Regions from separate parts of the Mus musculus genome. Here all the other regions are linked to region 4. The links are chromatin contacts, called in public HiChIP or PLAC-seq and promoter capture Hi-C maps. All regions are on one chromosome and are shown on one strand. Each heading gives the region's core, a stretch centred on a gene start, on an enhancer-like site or on the middle of the called end of the contact. The rest is flanking DNA. Distances are from core to core; before and after follow the strand shown.

Region 1 (3,348 bases), core at 91-2,590, 330 kb before region 4:
CAAAGCTGCCAATTTCCTGCTCTGGAGTGGTTTCCACACCTTGTGGTCCCACCCCACCTTCCTTAGAGACAATCTTCCTCAGCAGGCCTCTCTCCAGTCTCCATCACACAGCCTGCATTTATTGGGCGCTGGGAATACAGTTGTCAGAAGCCAGGCCTGAGGAATACACAGTGTCTTAGTTAGAGCTGCCATGGTGCAATGTCACAGACGGGAGGCTTAAACCATTCTGAGGACTGGGAAGCCCAAGGGAAAGGGGCTGGTTTTCTGAGACGCCTCCTACAGCTATGCAGTGTGATGTCAGGGGAGTGGTAAGGATGCTGTGCCTAGGAATAATAGAACAGGAGGCAGGCAAGATATAGTTTGTTTGTTTTTGAGGAAATGTATTGGAGGACACTGGGATCCAAAGGAGACAGGAGACTAGGAGAAGGGTATCCCAGACAGGGTGAAGAAGAGTCGGGGCAGACAGAACTTTATGCTTAGCATGATTGTGAGAATTTGACACTGGAAATGTAACTGGCTGAGACCAGCAGTGCATGGTCACCTACCCTGGTCCTGGGAAAGGACCACCGAGTGAGTTCAGAACGTGGCTTCTGGCGGCTGCTCCCTGCATCTTCCTCTTTTAGCACAGGGATGGATGCCCAGCTGGACCTTGGCCTTTAATTAGGATCACATGCAAGCTGATCTGATCCACCTCTGGCCTCTAGTCAGCACAGGAGCTAAGACAGGAAGCAACTCTCTGACCCCTTTTCCTAAGTGTTCAGCAGAGGAAACTGAGGCGTCCCAGGAGACCTCCGAAAGGAGGTGGTAACTTCTTGTTGAGTTTTGTGAAGCAAGTTTTTAGCAGAACCTACTTGGAAGGTTCAGACAGAAATAAGCAGAGCTGGTGTGCTGGAGGCTTCAGGGAATGCACAGGGCGGTGACAAAGCGCAAAATCAGTGAGGCGCAGAGGGGGCGGCTCAGAGGCGTGACTCTACTGGAGGGGGGGCGGGGGGCGGGAGAAAGTGGACTCAGGGTTGGGGAACACGGGCAGCAGGGAAGGTCAGCAGGCCAAGGAAGGTGTGGGAATGAGATGACGAGAACGTCACGCGACAGGTTGGAGCGAGGACGCGATGGGCTTTTGAAGTTGGCAGCAGCTGGTCGCAAGGAAGTAGGCGGGGCCAGGACCAGGGACGACTCACCGCCTTGCCCAGAGATCTGGGCGGAGTTTTAGGAGTATGAGGCAGGGCCTTTGCGTGTCGGGGGCGGGGAAAGGGCGGGTTTGGGGGCGGGCCCGCGTCGGGGGTGGGGCCTGGGCGGTGTCGAGCGCGCGCGGGCGGGCGGTGGCGGAGCTGAGGATCGCAGTGCTCCGCTGTGCTCCGAGGTCGGCGGTGGCGACGGCGGCGGCGGCGACGCACACAAAAGCGGATTGTGGCTTCACTGGTGCTCGCGGCGGGCGGCAGCGGGGCACGGGCGGCGGGGCGTGTCGGTGGCCCCCGCGGGCGCGGCGCGGGCGATGAGCCGGGGCCCGGCATGGCCTCCGCGCGGCCGCCGGGCAGGGCCTGTGCCTCGGCGTCCGCGCCCGCGGGGCTCCGGGCTGGGCCGGCCGCCTCCCGGGAGTCCGTGGACAGCAGCGAAGCGGAGGAGCGCTCGTTGCAGCACATGCTGCGCGCCATAGCCGAGGAGCGCGGACGCCTTAGCCTGCGCCGTGAGGTCTGCGGCCTGGGTGAGTGACGGGGACGGGCGCGCGCGTGAGTGTCCGCGCGAGTCCACCTCCGCTAGTCCCCCTGTGCTCCTTGCCCTCCGTGCATCCCCACCGCCCTGGGCTCTGTCTTTCGGGACCCCAAGTCTCAGTGTCTTTTTGGTACCACAGAACCCCGATCCTTGTGTCTCCGCGTCCCTATCTTCCTCTGACCGCCAGGATATCTGTCCCAGCTCCTTCTTCCTCTTCGTGGTTCCTTAACTCTTCTTCCTTCTCCTGGAAGATCTGGGGGCCCCACTGCTGCTGCAGGGAGTGTGGGCGTGAGATTTTGGGAGGCCCTTGAGTTCAGAGTTCAAGGCAGTGTGCCCTGACCACATTCCCCAGCCCACATGGAAGACCGCGGCTCTTGATTGCTGTAGCCTTTGTCTTTCTGCACCTAAAGGTCCTCTTGTCCATTAGCTCTACAAGGGACCTGTTGGGCCTCTGCCCCTTGACCCACCTACTTAGCACTGGAATCAGGGATTTGCTACAGCCTCTCCGGGTGTGATTCTGGTCTAAGGAGTCATTCAGCTGCTGGGTGGGGTGGGGGTGTCTCATTGTTTGAAAGGGCCTGGGAGGTGTGGGTGGGGTCGTCTTGGATGTGAGGTAATGCATAACTGATACATTTGCCCAGAACCATGTGGCAGAAACCCCCTCCCCTATAATCTTGGGCTTGTCATTTTCTCTAAAAAAAAAAAAAAAGACCCCTCCCTTCTTCATGTAAGGAATGACTTCATTCTATGTTGTGTCCCCTCACCCCCACCTCCCTGTCAGGGCTTGAGTTCTCTTTGAGGGAAGTAACAGCCTTCTAGATCCTGTCAGTGCTCCAAAGTGGAAGTGTACCCTGGTACCCTGGTAGGACCACAGTAGCAGAGGGAGAGGGTAACACCTGGAACTCAGGGTCCCTTGGTAGGCCACGCCCGGGAGGCTCTGTGAAAAGCAGAAGTGAATTTCAATTCTTTTTTTTTTTTTTTTTTTGAAGGAGACTTTTTTAGCACCTGGCCTTCTTAGGCAGCAGGGTCTAGCCCAGCTCACCTCAGCAAAGTTCTCTTGTCAGGCAGGTACAGCCACCTGGGGGTATAGATAAGGACACAGATTTTAGTGGGTTTTTTTCTCCAAAAAGGTGTCCAGAGAATGGTTTGTAGCTGATTTAGAGTGTCCTTATTAATGGACTCAGTAAACATGTATTTGAGCACCTACTGGGTGCCCACCTGTTAGGGCCAGCTGTCAACCTGGCACAGAATGTCTGAATTGGGGAGGGTCTGGGCAACCGTCTGTTGTAAGCCCCTCAGCCCTGTGACCTCTGCAGCTCCAGGTAGCTCCTTCACACTCCTCTCTGCACACACCTTTGTGGTCCCTGACCAGAAAGCATCATCATGTCTGTTATAATATAGTCTCTACTCCTAGACAGCCTTCAGGGTCTTTCCCTAAGAGCAACGAATAATCCCAGAACTCAGCCTTACCTAGGACTCACTACACTCTAGGTGCTCCGTGCACGCTCTGTCAGTTCAACTCTAACACAGTACCACTTTTGCCAAGCAGGAATATAATCTGTCAGCCATAAGGAGCCCTGTTCAGGGGCACCCAATGAGGAAGTGGCACAGCTGGCTAACTGCTGGCTCTTCTGGCCC
Region 2 (3,117 bases), core at 552-3,051, 490 kb after region 4:
CACCAGAGATAATCTGTAATTTTGTGCCCTCTCTGTGACCTGACAGGATAGCCCCAGGCTGTCCCTGTCTTCTGAGCAGTTACAAACACCCCACTTTATCATTGGTTCTCAATCTTCCCAGTGCTGGAACTCTTTAATACAGTCCCTCATGTTGTGGTTGCCCCCCCAAATATACAATTATTTTCGATGATACTTCATAATGTAATTTTGCTGTTATGAATCATAAGTATCTGTTTCCCAATGGTCTTTGATGACTCCTGTGAAAGGGTCATTAGACCCCCAGAGAGGCTGTGACCCACAGGTTGAGAGAACCATTGCTCTATATGAAAGTGGGTGTACTTAAGATTCCTGGAGTCAATGCATTTAAACCATGTCCCAATAATCATCCATCGCTATTGGGCTCAGAGCCCTCCATTTAAGAACTAACTGCCTTTAGTGCCGAAGCCCAGGGTGTGCAATGGCCACTGGACTAATCTAGTCTTTCCAGAGGCCACTCTCACTGCCCTTTACTCCTGGCTCCCTCCTCACTGGGAAACCCAGACAAGCAGGCACACAGCCAGATTTGCTTGTCTTCTAATCCCTGATTCTCATCGGCTCAGGGTCTGCTCACCGATCCCATCCAATGGCAGAGCTCCGCTCATCAGCAGGGGCTTTCCCCTGCCTGCCAAAGTCTCTCCCTGCTGGCTGTGGCCAGCAGAGAGCAAAGAGTAAAGTGTTAAAGAGGCCCCAGATCAAAGAGGGTTGATGTGGGACATTGTCATGCAGCCTGGGGACCTTTGGGTGTCAGCAGTCCGCCCCCCCCCCCGTGGGCACTTAGCCAAGCCCTGCCCACAACCCCAAAAGCATCCGGCTATGACACTGGGAAGAGAAGGCATCACATCCTAGTAGTTTAGTGGGGGAGAGGAGAGTACTCGCCTCCTCTCGCTCATGGGTGCATGGGCAAATGTTTAATTAGGCCAAGATTCAAATGCCCTGAATGTCAGTGACATCGATCTGGGAAGGGCCGCTTATCTAGGCTAGTGAAGACAGGAGAGAGTGGAACTGGATCTGTCTGGGAACCCATTCCAGCTTCTAGGGAGTGTTCCAAATATTTCTCTAATCCACGTACCCCGCCCCCACCAGCCACCTCTAAAGGCAACCGGAGCATTGGACTGCCACTAAGGGTGTTCTAGTCTGGGTGCCTTCTGCCCTTCCTGGCGGCACCAGCCATGGGACACTAGCCAGAGCCACACAGGACAAACCTTCTGCGGCTCAGGGACCAGAGGACCCGGCAAACCTGCGTCGTTCCCTGCTGCTCAGGGATGACCCAGCTGACAGGACCAGGGCGCCAGAGCGGGTCAGGAAGAAGATGCTCGGAGCGCGTCTGCTCCAGCCGGCCCCGGGAAATCCCACGCCAGGTGACAGGCCCAGGGTCTCCAGCTGAGTGCTCAACGGCACCGGGAAGGATGAGAGCTCTCCGGACAGGTTTCTTCGGGCACCCCGGAAAGTGTTACCGATTCCCCAGGTGTAGCAACCCCTCCCCGCACGCGGGGCCTGGGTAGTGGCCGTGGACGCACCGAGAGGGAGACTGCACACGAAGGTGACCGCGTGCAGTGCACCGGCCGAGCAGCCAAAGAAAGTGCGCGCATCGCGGAGGAGGTGCGGGGCGCGCTCGCTCAGACATAGCGTAGCCCCGACGTGGTAGAAGCCCAGGAAGCCGCAGCCTGCAAACGACAGGCTCCAGCGGCGCTCTGGGTCATACATGGTGCTTGAAGCTCCGGGCGGCGCTGCAGTTCAGCTCTGCTCCCGGTGTTGCTGCTCTGAGCTTAAAGAGCCGCAGCCGCCTAAGCTGTCTTCGGGTGACGTCAGCTGAGGCCCCGCCCCACTAGGACCATGCAAATAAGCCAGTGGGAGGCCCAATGGGCGTACTGGACTCATGCCCCGCCCCATGTCCCTCCCGCGTGGGCTTTCCCAAATCCTAGGCTTGGATGCTTGCTGGGCAGAATGGCTCTTTGAATACCCTTTTCTTTCAGGTTCTGGATGGCACGCCGGTGGCACTCTCTCCTTTTCTTTATTACACGAGAGATGCTACCATCCACATGCTGTCTTTCCTTTATTTTCATGTAGGGTGTCTGTTTTTGCAGTTATTTATTTTGCTTTCTGTTCGTTTTTAATTCATGGAGAGAGGTTTTCTTCCTCCCTTCCTTCCTCCCTCCCTCCTTCCCTCCCTCCCTCCCTTCCTTCCTTCCTTCCTTCCTTCCTTCCTTCCTTCCTTCCTCTTAAAAAGATACTTAGGCTCCCCGCCCCCATGTTTATGAGTATTTTGTCTGCATGTATGTCTATGCACCATGGGTGTGCAGTGACCAAGGAGGCCATAAGAGGACGTTAAACCTCCTAGAACTGGAGTTGCAGAGGATTGTGAGCCATCGCGTGGATTCTTGGACTCCACTCTGGTGCTCTGTAAGAGTAGTTGTGGCCTCTACCGCTGAACCATCCTTTCAGCGCCTTGTTTAATTTTACAGTACTAAGAACTGAACCTCGGCCCTCCTGCATGCTAGGCAAAGGCTCTACCACTGAGCTGCCCTGGGTTCCTTTTTCTTTTAACCAGCTGCCTCCTTCAGTGACTCAGCCTGGACTTCAGCCTCTGGCCCCTTTGCCACAGCCTCCTAAGTAACTAAGACTACAGGAAGACAACACCAGGCAGGGAGGACCTGAAGTTTCCATGTACAAGTGTCACTTATAAATAAAATATGTGATTGGCCGGTGCCAATGAAGGCAGGAGTAAGGAAAGCTGGGAGCTAGATGGTTTGTGGTCCTGTCTGTGCCTCTTCTGACTACAAAGTATCTTTGACCAAGTATAGCAATACAATTTGTACACTACTCTTTTTTTTCTTTTTTTTTTTTTTTAGATTTATTTATTTATTTATTATATATAAGTACATTGTAGCTGTCTTTCAGACGCACCAGAAGAGGGCATCAGATCTCATTACGGGTGGTTGTGAGCCACCATGTGGTTGCTGGGATTTGAACTTCGGACCTTCGGAAGAGCAGTCGGTGCTCTTACCCACTGAGCCATCTCACCAGCCCCTGTACACTACTCTTTAATAGAATATTTTAGTTAAAATTTATTTTTAATAT
Region 3 (3,381 bases), core at 449-2,948, 360 kb after region 4:
TTCAGCTTATCTGTCAGCCCACTCTCCATGCCTGATGGATTCTGTTCCAGTCAGCTGTGGAAAGGCCATACTGAATACACAGTCAGTCTTAGCGTCTCTGTGAACAGAATTGGTGAGCTAGCTGACACCGTCCATGTTTTAAACACTGAAACCGGTTTCTTCAGAAGGATCAGAGGTGTCGAGTTCCTCCGGTCCATCCTGGGGTACCGTGGGCCCTCACACATGGTACACTATCTGGTTGGCTATTAGGATCAAGTTTCTCTAGGCTTTTGAAAAGTATGGCTTGCTCAAAGAGACCAGAGGACTCAACAGTGTCCACCTTAGGACAGTTCTGACTGATCACATGGTAGCTCCCTCTAAGAGAGCAACTGTTGATAGACAAGGGGAGAGGAAAACTAGAAAACAAGCAGGACTTGACTGGCCAGTGTGAGCGTGAGTCTCGGTGGCTATCCTGAGCTAACACACCTGGCACCCTGACATTCCTTTAATTTTTTTTTAATTGTGTATAATGTATATGGTGTGTGTGTGTGTGTGTGTGTGCGTGTTGTATGTGTGTGTTGTATGTGTGTGTGTGTGTGAGTTGTATTTTTGAGGCAGGGTCTCTCACTGAACCTGAGACACACTGATTTGGGTAGAAAGACTAACCAATGGGCTTCAGAGATCCACCCGTCTCTGCCACCCCCATGATGGAGTTATAGATACATAACCCTGTCCCTGAATTGTGTGTGTGTGAGTGTGTGTGTGTGTGTGTGTGTGCGCGCGCGCGTGTTTAACATAGGTGCTGAGTATCGGGTCCCTCATGCTCACACAGTGAGCACTTCACTGACTAACCCATCCCTTCAGTTCACCTCCTAAAATAAGGAATGAGAGACTCTCTTTGAGGTGAGAGACGGACATGGGAAGCCCAAGAGGGACTGTGTGGAGAAAGAAGGCAGGCAAGTCACTCCACAAAAAAAGCACACACTAAGACTAAAGAGTATGGAGGAATGAACACAGGCTCCCCCAGGCTAGTGTCCCGGGCTGAAGCCAGGGCCTTGGGCCTGAGGCCTTGCATGAGGCATGGGTCCCTGAGGTACAGAACCCTGAGGAGCGGCTGCCATCCACTTACTCTGTGGTCGTGGTCAGCTCCTCTGAGATGTGGCTGGAGTGCAGCAAGCCTTCTCGCTTCTGAAAACCCCAAAGCAAACAAATCATCAAGACAGACAGACCACGGAGCAGGGGCAACACAGAGGACAAACACTGATCTCATGGGAAATCCCTTCATGGTGACCCTGGGCAGGACGCCAGCCTAGAAAGGGAGAACCATGTGCCCCAGTGCACACTTCACGCCTGGACGGGTATACTCCAGACGACACGAGGGACTACCCTCACATTGTTCTCCGTGGTACCCTGGGATATGGTCACTAAGCAAAGCTTGGGAGAAACATTCCAGGCAAGAAACACCAACTAGAGACCATATTCTGCGGTTGAGGCAGGAGAGATGGGTAGTTCATGAGTCATGTGGGGTGGGGGTGGGGGGACAGGACTCCAGAGAAAGAACATGTGGGCACTTGCTCAAACGGGATCCCCCAAACATGTCTACCCAGGATGTTGGAACCTGCTTTTCCTTCTCGGCTTCCAATACTAGTTAAGAATGGCCACATAGTGGTGAGCTCTGCAGCTGGGGTGAGTGGGATACCCCAAAAGGAAAAAGTAGAAACAGAGAGGGCCGTGGCAGTGCACGAACATGGACACTGAACACAGCCAGCCTTGGCAGAAACAGAACAGGGTAAAGAGAGCTGCTTTCCTAAAGTCCGGAAGTGCTGGGAGGAGAAATCCACCCGCCATTGGAAGCTCCAGTTAGTAGTGGTCCTTCATCCCGGCAACTCTGGCAGGCACACGGGGCAGTGGTAGGACAGCAGAGATGATGGCAGATAGCAGCCCGCATACACTGGAAGTTCCCAGAGGCCAGCCAAAGTAGCCATAACCGCAGGTCCCTGCTTGAAGCTCCTGAGGGACAGGAACCTGAGTCCTATCCAGGCAGCCCTCTCACCCTTCCCTGAGCTGGCTCTAGGGATCTTGTAGACTGGTCCTGGTGAACAAGTAAATGCAACTGGGGACGTCATATGGCTCATCCCAGTCTCATTCTGACTGGCACTCAACAGAGCCTGCCAAGGAAGACTCTGGGTATTGGGTTCGCTTATTTGCATAGGCATGAATGAGGTGCCTGTTGGTTGCCGGGCTTTGGTAAACTGGGAACCGGATAATTGAAAGGTTAGCAACATCACTCCGAGTCTGTAGGCCGATCACCGCAGCCATGAGAAATCCTTCCATTGCTGGGGGGGGGGGCGGGGGGGGGCTAAGCAAGGCTTGGGGTGGGGGTGGGGGGGTAAGCAAGGCTTGGATCTCATGCCTTCCAGCCTCGCATGGCCTCATTTCAAATAAGTTGGTGGGCCACCCGAGCGAGCGAACGAGCGAGCGAGCACACAGACAGTCTGGAGGACCTCAGGAGAGGCAGTAGACACTGGGAGGCTGAGAGGCTGCCATCCAGTTGAATCTCCTTGCCCAGTTTCTTTTCCTTTGGACTCAATGCAGACAACCCCGGAATCCCAGTCAAGGCGCAGCAAGCTGGAGGGGGCTTGCAAGGGCAGTCAGATTTTCCAAAAAACCCCCAGCTTGTCTTGGACCAGTGTGCAAGACTGAAAGAAAATACCCAGATGGTGAGCCCGCTCAGTACTCTTGAGGCCTGGACTGACGTAGGTAGGTTTAGGAACCGTTTTCCCATGTGTCCTTGGGAAGACTTTCCCGGCCCGCTGCCTAGGAGCCAGCAGCCAAGTCTAGGGCCGCAGGAATGGTCCCCCTGAGTTTGCGTCACTCTCGCTGACCACAAATATCCTGATGGGGAAGGAAGCAGGGAGAAATGGCAGGTGACCTTCCGCTTAATGTCAGACACGGGGCTTTCCCGGCAGGGTACCACTAAGCTCCCAGGGCAGTAGAGAGGTCGGAATGGCTTCAGAAAACACAGGCTCAGCCAGGTCCCAGTGGACCACAGACCACAAAACAGATAAGTTAAAAATCCAGAGAACAGAGTGTAGCTGAATGTCTCCAGACACATAAACACCGACATACAGGTCCCAAGTGTGACCTCAGCCCTTTGGCAGATAAGGTGTCTCTTCCAGGCCAAAACTGGTTATCCTCACCCAGGGTCCCCAGCAGTTCAGGCAAATGTCTGGCACCCAGTAGGTGCTTAATACGTGGTTCCTGGTAAAATTGTGCACAGGAACCAAACCCGGCCAGCACCTGTGTGCTTGAACACTAAAACACAAGACAGTCCTCACAGCAGATCCATGCCTGTCCCCCACTCCCCCGTTAGCAGGACCCCAGGTCCTGGCTCCCTTCTCT
Region 4 (3,418 bases), core at 320-2,819:
GGAGGGAGAGATAGATATTATTCATATATTTCCTCCAGTGAGGAATTTTGAGCAACATGGCTCCATCTTGGGGTGCAGCTGAAGGAACTGCACCCAGATGAGCTCATACCAGGAAGCTTTTCCCTTCTAACACAAGCCAAATGTCATATTTCGAGCAACTCCTCAGAGGCCCAGGACTTCTGAAGGCTTCCACATTGCCCCCCGCACCCCCACGTCTACCCTTGAGCTTGTGACAATCTGTCAGGATAAAAACTATTCCGAACAGACTCATGAGCCCCTCCCCTTGGCTGTCAGACTATGGAGATAATGCACCCCACGATTCTGGGATATTGATATTCCCAGGGGTTTCACACTGGGAAAAGAACAAAGCTGACTCCTAGAGCTGACCCAAGGAGGAGCTTGCATCCTAGGAAGAGATTCTGCACGGTCCTCATAGTTTATCAGACCACCTTGCAGAAGAGACTAGACGCAGACAATGATGGTAGGCGGGGCCCCGCTTGGACCAGGACTGCCTGGCTATGCACACTTCTTCCCCTTTATGTCAGCCTAAATATCTTGTTAGGACACAGAAGATGGCCTTGAGTAGGAAGCAGTCCCTGGGCCTCTGCGTTCACCTTCCCAACATGGCTATGTTGAATAAACTTCCTATTTTCTCCTCTCTGCGTGTTGCTTGTCTTTAATTGGCTTGTCGAGGACAGTTTGCTGAGCTTGGCTTGTTGGGGGGGCTGCCAGGGCCCAGACCTTAACTTGAGTAACAAGCCCACAGGGAAGCCTTGCAGCTGGGAAGCTGGGGTTGGAATGCAGAAGGACTCCCAGTTGCTCGGAAGAGCTTGAAGGGCAGGGCTGAAGAGCAGGGTGAGCGAGGCCTAAACGCTAATTCTGCCAGTTGCTATGATCAAGGTTGTGATGTTGGAAGCCCATGCGGTGGTTCTCAACCTTCCTAGCGCCGTGGCCTTTCTATTTCGTTCTTCACATTGTGGTCATCCCCAACCTTAAGATTGCTTTGTTGATGCTTAACTTAAATTTTCATAACTGTAATGTTGCTACTGCTATGAACCGTAATGGAATATATCTGCTATGCAGGATATCTGCAATGCGACTTCCCCTCCCCCCATAGCCTGGGAACTGCTACCATAGGGGTTGGGTTGCTTCTGTCCGCTAGGGAGAGCTGAGGGAAAGTCTCCCTCAACAGCAGGCTCACAGATTTACAGTTCCTGGGAAAGTGTCATCCTGCAGTCCTCAGCTGCCCTGCCAGTGAGTGTCCACCCTGGGTCCCCACAGAAGAGCCTGAGAGGATGAGGAGATCAGGACCCTGGTTCCAGGATGGGCACCTTTCCTTCATCCCCATGGGAACAGCTCTGGCCGGCAACTCTTCCTCCCCCACCCCAAGACATAGAACTTGATGATAAAGAGTCTAAGCTCCCTCCTCCATGCACACTCAGAAAGCCCGGCAGGCAGCTGCCCCATCCCCCGCCCCGCCCCGCCTCCCCCCACTCATCCACATCCTGTGTCCCAGGGTGGGATTAGTGACGAAGGCTGTGGTCTGGCATCCTGCCAGCAATCTGTCCTTCCGCGGCTGCTCTCAGGTTTCCATGTAGAGTCAGCACAGGCGCAGTTGGCCTGAGATGGCTGGCTTCTTGGAGAGCCTGCAGCCAGCCTGCCGTCAGCATCCCAGACCTTTCAACGGGTCCGTTCGGTGCTTTATCCACAGAGCCAGGGCTCTGTAGAACGCTTCTAGGTTTCCTACGCGAGCAACATACAGGCTGTTTAGCGCTTCCGGATCAAGGGGGGAATGGGGAGAGCCGAGATCCATGTCTTATGCCGGGCTGCTGGAGAAAGCTTCCGATTTACTGTGACGTTAGTCTATACGTTCTTGGAATTTCTTTACCGGTTGGTGGGGTATCCCTTTTTTTTTTTTAATTTGTTTGAGGATTATTCGTTTTTGCATCTATTGAAGACATTTGTCCTTAAAATTTTTTTTTTTTTTTTTAATTCTGGGGCTGGGGCTGTAGCTCCGTTGGTAGAATACTCGTCTAGCACACACAAAGCCCCAAGTTCCACCCACAGCATGGCATAAAACCAGGTAGGGTCCCAGCACCGACCAGGAGTTCAAAGTCCTTCTTGGTTATAGAGCAGAGTCAAAGCTATCTTGGGTTGCTTGAGATCCTCACAAAGTTATAGATTCTGTGTGATGGCTTAGATGGTTATATATCCATAACCCTAGAATTCTTTCTTTCCTTTTTCAAGACAGGGGTTTTCTATGTAGCCCTGACTGTCCTGGAACTCACTCTGTAGACCAGGCTAGCCTTGAACTCTATCTGCCTGTCCAGGACAGCCAAGGTTACAAGAGAAACCCTGTCTTGGAAAAACCAGAGGGCGGGGGTACTCTATTTTGATTTCTTGGGATAGGGTCACATGTAGTTCAGGTTGACTTTGATTTCCAGATAGCACCCCCACACCCCGCCTCTTCTTTATCTATTTTATTGCAGAGCCTATAATGCCTACTTGATGGTCAGGGTTTAGCTGAGCCAAGTTGAGCCAGATAAAGACTTTCATTAGCCTGGGCTCTCCTCTGAGCGGAGCCTCATGTCCTCAGTCAGCCCTCCCCAGCCCTGGCACAGAAGGGCTGAGCTGGCTGTGTGGCTGAGGAGGTCGCTACACTGGATTCTTCACCTTTCGACTGAGCGGATTCCTGGAATCTAAGAGCATGAAAACTCATAACCCTGCGGGACTCCCAGCTCTGTTTCTGAATTCTAGGCCCCATCTTACCCTCTGCCACTGCACTGCTTAAAACCCGGGGATGGGGAAGGAGATGCCCCACAAGGGAACCCCCAGACCTCCGTCTACCTGACAGCCTGTGTGTCTTCACACCCGGTTAGCTCTTCATCCAAAGCCTTCGTTTTGTCTCCTACATGGGATGAGCCTTGCTCAGATCTGGAGTTTCTGGGCTTTGCTTGATTTTCTTTGGACCTCCATCCTTGTACCCTTTCTTACACTGGCCTTTCTTAGTGGCCCCAGAGAAATGTGGCATTTAAAGTTTGTTTGTTTGTTTGTTTGTTTTTTGAGACAGGATTTTACTAGGGTAAGCTTGACTGACCTAGAACTCATTAGATAGATCAGGCTGGCCACAAACACATAGGGATCTGTCTGTTTCTTTTCTTTTTTTTTAGATTTATTTTATTTATATGAGCACTTTGTAGCTGTCTCTAGACACACCAGAAGAGGGCATCGGATCCCATTACAGATGGTTGTGAGCCACCATATGGTTGCTGGGAATTGAACTCAGGACCTCTAGAAGAACAGTCAGTGAGCTATCTCTCCAGCCCAATTTGTCTGTTTCTATCTCCTAAGTTCTGGGTTTGAAGATGTATACCCCCATGCCCTGCCATTTTCATATGTATGTGTGTGTGTTTGTGTG

The links. Promoter capture Hi-C pulls out the DNA fragments that hold promoters and counts their contacts. HiChIP or PLAC-seq counts read pairs in DNA pulled down with a chosen protein or histone mark.
Region 1: a promoter capture Hi-C map of stem cell-derived epiblast-like cells shows a contact between it and region 4, with 3 times the contacts expected there. The contact joins the promoter of 5031439G07Rik here to the enhancer-like site in region 4. A contact is called at or near these places in 5 of 39 promoter capture datasets (embryonic stem cells, stem cell-derived epiblast-like cells and trophoblast stem cells), 1 of 15 datasets of contacts at CTCF or cohesin (the NIH/3T3 cell line), 4 of 484 Hi-C or Micro-C datasets (the C2C12 cell line, embryonic stem cells and muscle stem cells), 4 of 115 datasets of contacts at active chromatin or transcription factors (embryonic stem cells, pancreatic cancer cells and stem cell-derived neural progenitor cells) and 1 of 9 other capture datasets (liver).
Region 2: an H3K4me3 HiChIP or PLAC-seq map of embryonic forebrain shows a contact between it and region 4, with 6 times the contacts expected there. The contact joins the promoter of Pnpla3 here to the enhancer-like site in region 4. A contact is called at or near these places in 5 of 39 promoter capture datasets (embryonic stem cells, hippocampal neurons, liver and 2 more), 10 of 115 datasets of contacts at active chromatin or transcription factors (embryonic basal ganglia, embryonic forebrain, embryonic hindbrain and 6 more) and 3 of 9 other capture datasets (embryonic stem cells, macrophages and pancreatic islet).
Region 3: a FOXA1 HiChIP or PLAC-seq map of pancreatic cancer cells shows a contact between it and region 4. The contact joins two enhancer-like sites. A contact is called at or near these places in 5 of 39 promoter capture datasets (the C10 cell line, embryonic stem cells and stem cell-derived epiblast-like cells), 1 of 15 datasets of contacts at CTCF or cohesin (the NIH/3T3 cell line), 5 of 115 datasets of contacts at active chromatin or transcription factors (embryonic basal ganglia, embryonic stem cells, pancreatic cancer cells and 1 more) and 1 of 9 other capture datasets (liver).

The regions. Positions count from the first base shown.
Region 1 is chr15:84,985,963-84,989,310 of GRCm38.p6, reverse strand. 5031439G07Rik (RIKEN cDNA 5031439G07 gene) reads left to right here and starts at 1,340. Exons shown (of 10, transcript NM_001033273.3): 1 at 1,340-1,702. The coding sequence starts at 1,639. Gm39558 (a long non-coding RNA gene) reads right to left here and starts at 1,276. Exons shown (of 4, transcript XR_875533.1): 1 at 1,179-1,276; 2 at 1-156.
Region 2 is chr15:84,166,500-84,169,616 of GRCm38.p6, reverse strand. Pnpla3 (patatin-like phospholipase domain containing 3) reads right to left here and starts at 1,801. Exons shown (of 8, transcript NM_054088.3): 1 at 1,557-1,801. The coding sequence starts at 1,743. It overlaps Mir6392 (microRNA 6392), which reads right to left and starts at 1,347; the gene lies at 1,240-1,347.
Region 3 is chr15:84,293,343-84,296,723 of GRCm38.p6, reverse strand. Parvb (parvin, beta) reads right to left here. Exons shown (of 13, transcript NM_133167.3): 7 at 1,109-1,167. Among named protein-coding and RNA genes, the nearest start is that of Gm22890, 28 kb to the left of the region's middle. Within about 2 kb of position 1,698, at least 15 of the 459 cell types and tissues checked have an H3K27ac peak or open chromatin away from gene starts, as enhancers often do. A contact at or near this core is called in pancreatic cancer cells, where this site is marked.
Region 4 is chr15:84,652,537-84,655,954 of GRCm38.p6, reverse strand. No RefSeq gene overlaps it. Among named protein-coding and RNA genes, the nearest start is that of Prr5, 27 kb to the left of the region's middle. Within about 2 kb of position 1,569, at least 223 of the 459 cell types and tissues checked have an H3K27ac peak or open chromatin away from gene starts, as enhancers often do. A contact at or near this core is called in the C2C12 cell line, the NIH/3T3 cell line, embryonic basal ganglia and 9 more, where this site is marked.